3 separate regions of the Danio rerio genome follow, and all the other regions are linked to region 2. The links are chromatin contacts, called in public HiChIP or PLAC-seq maps. All regions are on one chromosome and are shown on one strand. The core of a region is the stretch at or near the end of the contact, and the rest is flanking DNA. Distances in the headings are between cores, read along the strand shown. Region 1 overlaps pcdh1b (protocadherin 1b). Region 2 overlaps pcdh1b (protocadherin 1b). Region 3 overlaps pcdh1b (protocadherin 1b).

The links. HiChIP or PLAC-seq counts read pairs in DNA pulled down with a chosen protein or histone mark.
Region 1: a contact with region 2 is called in an H3K4me3 HiChIP or PLAC-seq map of gastrula embryo, with 4 times the contacts expected there. The contact joins two enhancer-like sites. A contact is called at or near these places in 1 of 18 Hi-C or Micro-C datasets (caudal fin) and 3 of 4 datasets of contacts at active chromatin or transcription factors (caudal fin, embryo and gastrula embryo).
Region 3: a contact with region 2 is called in an H3K4me3 HiChIP or PLAC-seq map of gastrula embryo, with 7 times the contacts expected there. The contact joins two enhancer-like sites. A contact is called at or near these places in 2 of 4 datasets of contacts at active chromatin or transcription factors (embryo and gastrula embryo).

What each region holds. Positions count from the first base shown.
Region 1 is chr14:42,318,552-42,323,144 of GRCz12tu, reverse strand. The region is part of intron 5 of pcdh1b (protocadherin 1b); the gene reads right to left. Among named protein-coding and RNA genes, the nearest start is that of pcdh1b, 150 kb to the right of the region's middle. Within about 2 kb of position 2,929, at least 7 of the 62 cell types and tissues checked have an H3K27ac peak or open chromatin away from gene starts, as enhancers often do.
Region 2 is chr14:42,184,421-42,188,699 of GRCz12tu, reverse strand. All of the region lies in intron 3 of pcdh1b (protocadherin 1b), which reads right to left. Among named protein-coding and RNA genes, the nearest start is that of pcdh1b, 13 kb to the right of the region's middle. Within about 2 kb of position 2,874, at least 5 of the 62 cell types and tissues checked have an H3K27ac peak or open chromatin away from gene starts, as enhancers often do.
Region 3 is chr14:42,390,128-42,394,243 of GRCz12tu, reverse strand. The region is part of intron 6 of pcdh1b (protocadherin 1b); the gene reads right to left. Among named protein-coding and RNA genes, the nearest start is that of pcdh1b, 220 kb to the right of the region's middle. Within about 2 kb of position 1,498, at least 8 of the 62 cell types and tissues checked have an H3K27ac peak or open chromatin away from gene starts, as enhancers often do.

The DNA of each region.
Region 1 (4,593 bases), core at 1,680-4,179, 130 kb before region 2:
TGCGATATTCAAATCGGAATAAAAATATCACAGAGAAAGCAGACAGGGTATAGATTTAATTTACTGTAATTTCAATATATCACTGCCTGTCTACCCATAACCCTGTGCGATTTTACTTATCCCTTCAAATGTGCTGATATCAAACAAATGAAGAGAAAGATGAAAGGTGTTTGAAGGAAGGAGGATATGAAAGGCAGATGAGACGATGTGTACGTGTAAAGAAGATGCAAGCACATGTCCGTACGCCTCGTGTTCCCCTCTACTTCACTTTTCATTATTTTATGCTTGCTGCGTATTTTTAAAGGTGCTCTCCTTCTTTGTCACTTTCTTGCCGGCGCCTCATTTTTTTTTCTCTCTTTGTGGCCTCGGCAGGAAGGATGATGGCCGACTACTCTGTAGCCGCCTGCAGCGCTGGTCTTTATCACACTGTACGTGCTAAATATAGCCCACTACGTGTGTGCGTGCGGGACGGAGGGGAGCGAGGGTCCTCGAATGATTGAGTGTGTGCATGTGTGTTTGCATCAAGGAGGGTTAAAAATAAATGTGGAAAGCAAACGGTTAGCATTAGCATTCGTCTCACAGTCTTGCGCGGGACCCTCAACAGAACTTTGGAGCTTAGGAAAACAAAAGTTTTTGGTGTACGCAGCTACTTTCAAAATAACTGTTTGTTTGAGAAAGCCTCATTCTGTTACTCTTTTGTAACAGAATGAGGCTAATTAGTCAACGCTAAACAAGCAGTGTTTGTGCAAGCACGATTTATTTTGAGAAACAAAAGTTATTTTATACATTTTGAGCACATGTGCACTTGCTTCAGCTCTCTTTGTACTCTAAAGTTTACTTCGGTTTTTAGACATATGCGAGAATGCATGTGCAGCGTTAGCACAGTGCAAATTTGGAATACTCATAAAGATTATTTTTTCTAATCTATGATTTAGCACACAAGAACCTTAGGGAATACATGAGTGTTAGCATCAATGAGAGTTATAGTGCCTGGAGAAAGCTAACATGTATCATTTGAGTTTATTTTAAAGTCAGTTGCGCGGCTAGCACAGAACTGCACTGCAATTTAAAATCTGTAAAATCTTAAAGTTTTAAAGTTCAAACTACTTTTAAATAACTGTTTAGTTCGATGTGATACAGCACATTAAGTAAGTTTATTCATAAACTAATTTTGAGAGCATCACATGTTTATGATTGACCACAGTTGGTCCTGCATTAGATAACACATGACTCACCAATCAGATGATTCCTAACTCCCTATAAATAACCAGAGTTTCTTACCGCAGTATCTTTGTCTTGAAGAATCCCCCCTCCTACCCTTATCCTCCCTCCTTTTTACCTCCTTTGTAATTAGCACTGTAGCCTCACAACAAGAATGTTACTGGGTTAAAGACCTTACTGGACCAGTCAACATTTCTGTGCGGAGTTTGCATGTTCTCCCTGTGCTCGCATGGGTTTCTCCCACAGTCCAAAAACACACAATAAAAGTAAACTGACCATACCAAATTCGCACCAAAGATGAGCTCTTAGCAAGCAGTATATCTCTATAGCTATACTTATAATCTGTCATTAGCCATTAACAAGTCGGGGGAGTTCATTGAGATCTACCTGAGCTCAAACTCCCTCTCATCCTGCTAACAGAAGGGAGCCCAGGGTTGGAGAATCTTATAAGATCAAGGCATGCCAAACATACTTTATCATTAATCATCAGCTAAGTGTGAACTCTTGAAATTCATGTTCTAACCTTGATTTTGAAGTATGTAATTAAACATACCACAAACCTAGTATTTTCAGAACATACCTACTTTATAATCACAGCACCTTAACTTGTTTCCACCAATTAGTTTGTCCACAAGTTTGACATTGATGATTATGTTGTAAAAAAAGATGCATATCGATTTGATGTCAAACTTTGACATCAATTTGATGTAGACATTTAATGCCTTTGTTACCACCAAAATAAATACATAAAAATAATAAAAATTTAACAAATGTTTTATTTACCTGAAAGTTTTGATCCCAAATTCCACATTTAAACTGGATTTCGTATCCCTACAATGCATGTAAACTACAAAACGACATTAAATTCACATCTAACAATGGTATCCAAAAATACATCAAAACAATACAGAACTGCCCTGTATTTTTTTTTTTTTGGAAGCCAATGTTATATTAGCCAATTTAATGTTGTTTTGACATTAACTTAGTCAATTGACTACAAAACGATTTACGTTTTTGATGTCATTTTGACATTACAGTGGATGCACACTGTACTTTATAGTTCTGAAATGCACGTTTACTGTTTTTCTGTCATTATAATTTAATTATTTTGACCACAAGGTGGCAGCACTGTCATATGCTTTAGTCGTTTTGAAATAGCAAAATAAATATTGAAGAAAACAAGCTACCGCATATGTGAAAAAGAGCTTTTCTACTGCTAATGTGTCCAACGTCTGTGGCAATCAAGTACTCCAAAAAGCTATGCAATCTGTGGATGTACACAAACAAAAACAAACTATACATTGTCCGTCAAAGGACAAGGCTCTAACCAACTTCAACATCCACACAGAAAACTATAAAACTTATTTAAACTCCAACAACAGCCGTATCTTATCTCAGTCATCAAAACAACGCGAAGAGACAGAATGCGTAATATCTCCCTCTGTTGGTCAGCTCATTTATTTTCCCTCCACAAATGCAAAATCTTGCAGTCTGTTTGTGAAACTCGGCAGACCAGAGCTGGGAATATCTGATCTTAAAGACCCAGTTACTTTGCATTCATATCTGATGTGGGCTTCGGTGGAGACTCAAAGTCTCCCTCTCTCCCTCTTGCTGTCTCTTACTGTGCACTTGCATGCAGAATGATGAATCTGTACACATGGTGCTGGTGTCAGAGAGAGTGGGGAACAGATGGTGCTCTACGCTCAGAGGAGAGGTTACGGACGCCAATAGGCAGGCGAATGCAGCCCAACACAATTACAGGCATCCACTCGCTTCCTCCAGCTGAAATATGAATATGGCACTGTTCTTCTGGATAGGCAAATGAGAATGACTGTGAGGTCATGGCGAGTTACTGCTGACATCTTGATTTTTTTTTTTTATGCTTACAAAACACACGGCAGGCATCACCTTCCATAATGACTGTTTATGTGTTAAGTAGACAGAATGCAAACTATGTTGTTTTGCATTTCAAAATGGCCACAAGGAGATGCAAAGAAGCGATAGATATAGTAAGCTCAAAGAGTTCTTCAGAAATTAAAAGTGGTAAATAGTAAAATGAGTCTATAGCCTCAGGTGTGTTTATACTAAAATACTGAAAACACGAGTTAAAAAAAATAAAGTTTTCCTAACAGTCAAAAAGACTGTTGCATAATATTCAATGGCTCATTTTTGGAATACTGTACTCGTCATAACATGTCTAGTGGAGCCAAGGGTTTTTGTGACGAGAGTGAGGGCGACATTGGCAGGAACTCAGAGAGACATGCTACTGTTAAAAGAAACCAAAGCCAAAAAGTCATAGGCTGGTTTTCCATGCCCATTTTTTAAAGCTAATTTTGAAATATTGCTTTAAAAATGCTGCACTGAAACAAGATTAAATATAAATAATGATAAAAATGGCATTGACTCCCTTATGACATGTCTAATCAAGGTTAAGACCTGGCTGTCGTCAAATTTTTCAAATTTCAATGAGGAGAAAACTGAGCTGGTCTGGTTTGGGGATCCTACCCCTCTAAAATTATGAGGTTTTGTTGAGCTATCATAAACCTGTTGTTAGAAACCTAGGGTTTCAGTCCGATAGTGATCTGAAATTTAACAAACAATAAAATCAGGAGTTAAATCCAGTTTTTTCCATTTACGACTTGTGGCAAAAGTAAAGTCATTTCTCATTTTTTAAATGACCTTGAGAAGGTGATCCATGCTTCTGTTTTGGAAAGGCCTGACTATTGCAACTATTTGCATGTGGGTTTTAGTCAAAATGCCCTGAATAGATTGCGATTAGTCCAAAATGTGGCTGCAAGACTTCTGACAGGGACTCGCAAGTATGAGCACATATCCCCAGTTCTTTCCTCTCTGGGCCAGCTGCCTGTAAGGTCACGGATTGATTTTAATTGATTATTGATTATTAGGTCACTACCACTACCACTGGTTGTGTGTGAAAATCCCAGTAGATCAGCAGTTTCTGAAATACTCGGACCAGCCAGTCTGGCACTAACAACCATGTTCAAAGTCACTTAAATCACCTTCCTTCCTCATTCTGATGCTCGGTTTAAACTGCAGCAGATTGTCTAACCATGCCTACATGCCTAAATGCATTGAGTTACTGCCATGTAATTGGCCGATTAGAAGTTTGCTTTAACGAGCAGTTGAACAGGTGTACCAGTGAGTGTATGAGTATATATAGCACAAGCACAAACACAGCTATCTTGGTCCCCATAACATCATGAATACAAGGTACATGCACACACACACACACACACACACACACACACACACACACACGACATGAACGCATAAACAAATAAATGTTAGAATGAATGAATTGAATGAATGAATGCATAACTTTTAAAATGTAATGCAGTTAATGCCAAACAT
Region 2 (4,279 bases), core at 1,625-4,124:
GTTTTTTTTTTTTATTTATTTAAAAGAAACTATATTTAAAATCCCAGTGAATTTTTTTTAAAAGTGTATTAAAATTAAAATGTATTTATTTATCCCATTCTAATGTTTCTCATAACAAGTCAGACAAAATGGGACCACAGAAAAAAAGAGTGAAATATAAACCAAAAGCATGGTTTCTTAAAAGCAGTTTCACGTGTGAATCTTCCCTTTCCTGTTTGACTCTTTAGGTTATTGAACACATGGTGGAAGAGTATGGTTTTCTAATCTTCCAATGGCCACTTCAGCTGATAGCTATTCGCAGCAAATGGCTCCCAATTTGTGGAAACATCACACTGCCACAGGGAGTGTAATAGACAGGGCTATAGAGGGTGTCTTGACAACAGCCCCCTCCTGCCACTTCACCAAATATTAACAGCCTCAGCATGAGGTACTGTGAAAGAACATTAAAAAAAACCCCAATCAAATAAATAAATAAATCTGATTTCGTTTAATCCCTCACGTTTAAGGTCATGTTACTTTGATGTTTACCGCTGTGGTAATTGCAGACCCCTCTAACATATGTGGAATGTTATCCCACCATGCTCCCCATGGCTAATGAGGCACGGCTCTAGATTACTGTCCAGAGGAGACAGACACCTCGACTCGACCCAGTGGTGAACCAATGGGGGGTGTGTGAGTGTTGCCACTAGTTACATTCTGCCTGTGAATCCCAAACATTAAAGATCAAGAAATTTAAATATAACCTTACATATTATTAGGGGAAAAATACTGATAAAATAAATAGACAGACAACTGACAGTAAGCAAAATGAAGTAGCCATTTGGTGACTAATAGGAAGTGGGATCTTCTACACTCTCATCAGTATTGATTGGTGGTAGTAGTTTAGTGCATGTACCATTCAATATTCTTCCATTAGCAAACGCATGACATAGTGCGCCTCTCACAAACACATTACAAAATAAATAAATAAATAAATGTGGTTAGAGGGAAAAAAAAGGCTAACTTTATTGTTACAAATGTGTAATCTCACACACTCACCTATACATGGAAAAACTGTTTTAATTTAGACAAATTAGACACCAGCGAATATGAATCCAGTCACACAACTGCAGCCACAAGGCACTGATGCTGTAGGGAGAACAATGCACTAATGAGGCTGAAATGAAGGGTGGGATGTGTGACCCTGATCACACGTGTGATGAGAACTTGACTCGTTTCTTACTAATTTCGCAGTCTAATTCTGAATCTGTCGAGACAGATGACTATGGCACACTTTTCATGCGGCTAATTAAACAGTGCAGAATGCAAAAGGGGTTGGAGAGGTGAAAAATGCCTCAACTCTAAAGCAGCGCACCCCTCATTGGGATCTCGAACAACCATCTCATAGAGAAGGCATTTCACAGAGATGCGTCGGCTCTCAGATGAAGGTGTGTGTTGAATTTTGTACCATGTGTTGATAAAAAAGGTCAAAGTGAAAAAGCTAAATGGAAACCTCAAATGAATGGGGTAAAGGATTAACCGGGTTAGCTAACAAGCTATTTGTTTAGACAAAAAAAACAAACAAAAAAAAAGATCAAGATATGAACCAATCCGAAACATCCCATCTTTATCATGCGTTAGAAAAGTCAACAAGTCTCAAGAACATTCTCGCAACATGAAAAGCGTGTGAATCTGTTTGTTGCGATGAAGGGTTTAAGAAGCTCCCACGACATTCACTCTCTCAAGGGCCCAGCGTAAAGAGTTTGTGTTAAAGGGTCACTGTACACTGGGAACCCAAATGTGGGCTGTGGACATCCTTTCCCACACTCTTCTGTGAATGTGCGTGTGCGCCCATACGTATGCACCGTATGTCAGTGGGTGTGTAAAACTTACACACAAGAACTAAAAACAACCACAGCAAAGGAATGTCAGTATGTGTTTGCGAGCAGATACTCGGGCAAATGGAAAATCTCAGGCAAAAAAAAAAACATGAAGGTCACAAGAGCAAGAAACACAACCAAATGTGTTTGAGTATATGAAAAATAAGGGGGGCAAAAGCTTGAGCTTGTGGTGAAGAACTCTCCTTTGAAATGGAAATGTGTAAGTGCATATGAGTGGCGTGCCTTAACGACAGCAACATTTACAAGACACAGGAGGCCTTAACAGAGTCAAATCAAGCACTGCTACCAAGCAGACAGATTTCCTTTCAGTTGTAGAGAGTTAGCACTTAGCCTTCACACAGGTACACAATAAGCCCAGCCATTACAATGACAATGGGCCGTCGGTGGGGCTTTTCTTCACCTCCGAGCTTTGATCGTCATCATTACATGGTCAGAAAGGCGGTTTATGACAGGCCCTAAATCAACACACACCGTCCACCTCTCTAATAATGTCTTCAAATACAGCATGGTCGAGCCACAGCTAAGATCTCCTCACAGGGAGACAGGCGTCGCCAGAGTGCTGTATTTATGACTACTGTCATAATCCTGAGAGAATTTATGCTCAGCTCTCGGGCTGTGTAGCCTAATTCATCTCGTACTGCTGTGTATAAGCTGGATGTCATTAATACAATCAATAGCTGTGAGCGAAGGGGAAGGTTTGAATCGCCTTTCCCCCTGTGGAATCTCCCCATCGGTTCTAGCGAATTATTCACAGTACATTTGGCCAGAACTTTCGCGCCAGCCTTTGGGGGAATATGGTTCCCCTCTCATTTCCTGTCCGCAAAAAACACATTATGTTCATTTCACACCTGATCTCTTGTAACAGCACCTCCTACATCTCTCTGTCTTTCTCTTTCATGAGCACACCATCTTTTTGTACCCCCCCATGCCCTCTCAGAGATGCGCTCATATATATACTGTCGAGAAGGCCATTGTGTTGTTGCGCAGGGGGAGGTTAACAGATTTAACGGGCTAATTACTATTCTAAAGCCTCCCCCGCTGACATGCTTTAAAATTGCTGTATGATTTTCTCTCTCCCTCACTTTTACCGTCTCGCTCTCCTTCTTTCTCCTTTAGAGACTTGTAACGAGGAATTCATCATTGTACCAATGCTCACCATTTCTCTGCCAGCAAAAAAAAACCCATGGGAATATGAGGATGGCATAACTCTGCCAAGACACCCCCCCCAGGTGGCATCCAGCTCAGCGTGAAACTACAAGGTGATTCTAGGGAAAATAAAGCCATTAAAGCATTTACGTAACCGTCATGGCAGGAGTCAGATTCCTGGACGAGGCACAGTGGTGCCACTGCGTCATGGTAACACATCGAGTCAATGATTGTTCTAACCCCTCCCCATCACGGTTTCAATGTGATAATTAAAGAATTAAATTAAAGCACTGACATTTATGAGGGTTCAGGAGTCAGCTCTTGTCTGAAGCTAGGAGAATGATTGACTCAGAAGCAACTGTGAGAACAGCATCTGTCCAAGGTTAATGGTTAACTCATCCGGCTCAACTGACATTTTAGTACGCACCTGAAGTTTCTTTGAAAAAAATACATCAGAAGAATTATTTGCTTGGTACTACACAAGATGAGTCCATAGTCTCACTGAGTAATGTTGCCAATTAATCAGCAAGGAAATAAAAAGAGTGTGTACTGACCTCGTGAAAATAAAACATTCTTATTCACTCTGAGTCAACTATCTGAGACCAGATAAATGAGCTAAAATAAAATACAATCACAGGCGACGAACGCTAACCAGCCTCATCTGAAATATTCAAGACTGACCAGCACTCACAGCTACTGACTTGAGCTCACATGAGCTTTTGTCCTCGGCTGCAGCCATCCAAGCTCTATGGGCCACCAGCTCCACAACGCTCAGTGACCCGTTCAGGATGGGTGGTCCAAGTCCCCCACCCCTCCCCAGCCAAGTGCGAGGCACAGAGGATTACTTTAATTATTTCATTCAGCCATTGTGGGGCCAGATTAGTCTGCGCCCGCTTTCAGACGAGATGAACTGCTGCCCCGCTGCTGTCTACCAGGCTGTTACACAGAGAGAGCTGGCCAGTCACAAGGCTGGCACACAAACTCTCACACGCCATTACACACGGCTAAACACACACACATACACACTGATAGAAAAAAAAAGAGAGGACTGCTGTTAATATCATGGGTTAAAAAGACAACATTGAAATGGATCAAGGGAAATAGCCACTGTTAAAGTGGCAGGATAATGAAAGGCAGTAAATCTCAATACTAGGTGATTATTTTTACTGGGTACGCTTGTTATATGTTTTGACAAAGACACATACATGAAGAATATAATAAGATAATTCAATTTTCTATTGAACAACATGAAA
Region 3 (4,116 bases), core at 249-2,748, 210 kb before region 2:
ATTTGCATAAATCTTTTTAGTTTCCAAGGAATGTTAGGCTTTTAGTTTTTTTTTTCCATATTCATATTCATATAAAGGTATTCATAAATGACAAAAAAAAAAAAAAAAAAGTTTAAAACTCAACCCAGGCTTATTCTGATTACGAACCCCTATTTACATCTCTGGAGAGCCCCAAATATGTCCCAGGAGCTTCTTTTCCCAGGATGTTCATTTGCAGTTTTTGTTTTTGTAAATCCACCAGAGGTTGCTGGGTGTGCTTTTTCAGATCTCAAACTTCTCTCAGAGTGCCATTCGCATCTGCTGTTATCACGTAAATCCACCATAGGCTGCTGTCAACAGGCTCTCTGGATGACTGACTGACCGATCCACTCAACCCCCGTCCTAAACCTAACTAATAGTGTTATAAAAAGCACCATTTGACCCATCCACCCACTTCCCTAAACTCAACCCCAGAGTTTTCAAAAGCATTCCAGAAAAAAAAGCCCTTGTTTGATTTCTACCACGTTTTCAGAGTTTTACCACATTCTCATCCTTTTATTTACTTGTTTATTTTTTTTTTTTTGTTTTTGTCTTACCTGCTTTCTGGAACCGTTTTTCACCGGACTCAAACCCTGTTGTTGCAGTCAACTCTGCTCTGTGTCTCAAGTCTGCCAACATACGTGTCAAGCTATAGGACAAAGTGGTAAAGGAAGAAGGCTGCCCATATATATATATATATATATATATATATATATATATATATATATATATATATATATATATATATATATATATATATATATATATATATATATATATATATATATATATATATTTGGCTACAGTTTTCTTGAGCATATATTGTTAAAACAAGTATAAAAACATTATATATGTCAACCTTATGAACCTTTGCAGCTCAACTAAGCTCAGACTGTGTGGAGCAATTTATTGGGTTTAAAATAAAAGTCATGAATGGATCATAAAACATTATGAACCATTCACTAATGTGATCATGTCTCCAAATGCACCTCATGCTTCGATACACCTTTTCTTATTCATACATATGATTACTTATTTCATTGAATAGGGTTAGAATGTTTCAATCGGTCCCAATCTGTTGCCTTCATAATCCTAATCTTTCGTTCAATAATCAGTGGTCCTTCTGGTAGATACAGGGGTGGCTATGCTCTGCCTTTGATGGGATTATGTAGCGCTCACAGCAGGATCCAGATACACAGGAGCAGGCAAACAAAAGATGAGCCCAGTAAGTCCTCTTATCCGCTCATTCTCTAAGTGGATTTGATGGACGGCCACCACACCGTTGTACCTTTGTCACCATATGCTTCCCTTCAATAAAAAGAGAACGACAGCGGCTTGCTGCAGGTGCGATCGACCCTCTAAACATTGTTCCGTATCTGTGACTTCATCCAACTTGACTGACTGGTTTAGCGAGAGACTTCTTTAAAGTCACTAGTAAGAGCTCTTAAGTGTTGCCAATAGCTGAGGGCAAATACCAGATCTTTAATCTGTTTGTTTATACTGAAGCCCGTAAATTTCTTACCTAAATCCACAAAGGTGTGCTCAGACGTACACCCTTACTGCAAACACCAAACCCGTCCTGACTTAAGTTGAACAAAGACATTTGAATGTACAGTACAAATCTTAGCATTGACGTTAAAGATTATTAATCAATGGGTGACAAGTTTTGCTTGGGATCTTGCACCTGTCTTGTGCAAAAACAATTCCTGCTTTTAGCCAATATACTTGGTAACAAGTGAAATTATTCATTATTCCAGTACTTTAAAACAGCTATGTAATATCAGTGATTGACAGATAAACACAAATTAGGCTCTTGAGTAAAAGTGGAGATACCCACATAAGATATTACTCCAGTAGAAGTATAAAGTACTTGATGTTTAATGCACTTATGTAATAAAAGTAAACGTACTTACTGATTAATGCTTATTTTGCAAGAAAGCTGATGTCACACTCTAATAACCACAATGATAATTCATGGTAATTCAAGAGGAAACATGCAAAACCTCATTAACTCGCTGAACCCTATTCAGATCAGTTTGTAAAATCTGTGAATCATTTACAGGAGACTAACACTGAAAAGATCATTTGAATCGGTGAGTTATTTTCTTGAGACTAGCTCTTAATGAATCATTTAAATCAGTGATTTGTTTACTGGAGACTAACACTGAATTGATCATTTGAATCTGTTAGTTGTTTACTTGATACTAACTCTATATATATCACTTGAATCAGTGAGTTGTTTACTGGAGACTAGCTCTGAATGGATCATTTGAATCAGTGAGGTGTTTACTGAAGACTAACACTGAATGGATCATTTGAATCAGTGAGTTGTTTAATATAGACTAATGTACCAATTGAATCAGTGAGTTGTTTACTGGAGACTATCTCTGACAAGTTTATTTGAATCTCTTAGTTATTTTCGAGAGACTATCTCAGAATGGATCATTTGAATCAGTGAGTTTTTTTTTTTTTTTTTTTTACTGGAGACTAACACCACATCCATCATTTGAATCATTTAGTTGTTTTCTAGAAACTAACTCCAAATCGATCATTTGAATCAGTGAGTTGGTTACTAGACTAAGTCTAGATGGATCATTTAAATTGGTGAGTTGTTTTCTAGAGACAAGCTTTGAATGGATCATTTGAATCAGTGAGTTGTCTACAAGAGACTAGCTTTGAATAAATCATTTGAATGAATGAGTTCTTAATTGGAGACCAACTCTCAGTGGATCCTTTGGATCCTTTGAAGTTTTTTTTTTTCTAGAAACTAACTCTGAATGGATTATTTGAATTGGTGAGCTGTTTATTTTAGAAATATCTCTGAATGGATCATTTGAATGAATTAGTTATTTTCTAGAAACTAATTCTGAATGGATCATTTGAATCAGTATGTTGTTTACTGAAGACTAACACTGAATAGATCACTTGAATCAGTGAGTTGTCAACTAGAGACTAGCTCTGAATGGGTCATTTGAATCAGTGAGTTGTTTACTAGATACTAACATTGTATAAATCATTTGAATCAGTAAGTTGTCCACTTGAGACTGCTGTAGCTCTGAATGGATCAATTGAATCAGTGAGTTGTTTACTAGATACTAACACTGAATACTGAGTTTTTTTCTTTCTTTTTTTTTTACTGGAGACTAACTCTGAATAAATCATTTGAATAAACTAACTTTGAATGGATCATTTGAATTAGTGAGTTGGTAACTTATTCACTAATGCCAGTCCACAATTGATTTGTTCAGAGAAATTTGTGAACCGATTTCAGTGTTAACTAACACAAATTTCAACATAATTGTTCACAAATGAAATACCACTATCTCGTCTTTAAGCGGGTGGCAATTTTTCTCCCTTAAAATAACATTTTGTTTATCTTCATTTTGGAGATATTTACATTTGCAAGAAAGTTGATGTTTATAAATGTACATTTAATATAAAAGGCAACTTCTTGGATAACATAATGCACTGCATACAGTAAATGTATTGCCAAGCATGAGCAGTGCAGAACTGGACAATCCCAGGTATAGTAGCACTGTAAACACTGGTACAACCGTGCAAACAGTCATAACGAATGGTAAGCATTAGACTTTACAATGTTTGACTATGCGCCAATGCTAAGCGTAAAGATGCCTTTAGGATGAACCGGATCTTCACCTTTCAAATTGACATGACAACTCAAGCATAGCATTTGTCTAATGCTATGTGTGTGTGTGTGTCTGTATGTGTGTGTGTGTGTTCACATTAGCAACCTAAAATATTTAACCATTAATAAATATTTCACATTTCCTAGAATAAGACCACTCAACACATTGCTTCTCCCTCTGTTTCTCTCTCAGACACACTCACGTACATTAACAAACGCTTCCACCAAAAAAACAAAGCAAAAAAACGAAACAAAAACAAAAAACCCACAGCATTCAGAAGAAGGGACATAGTAAGCTAAATCGCCCAAGGTGAAAAATGGCTTAAAAAACAGCACTCATCCTGAGGAAAGAAACAGAAATCAATAGTCACAGATGGTCTTACATCAGAATCAAATATCCCACTTCTTAAGATTCTGTCTCAACCTTTCTTTCTCAACCCTTAAAGTGCCCA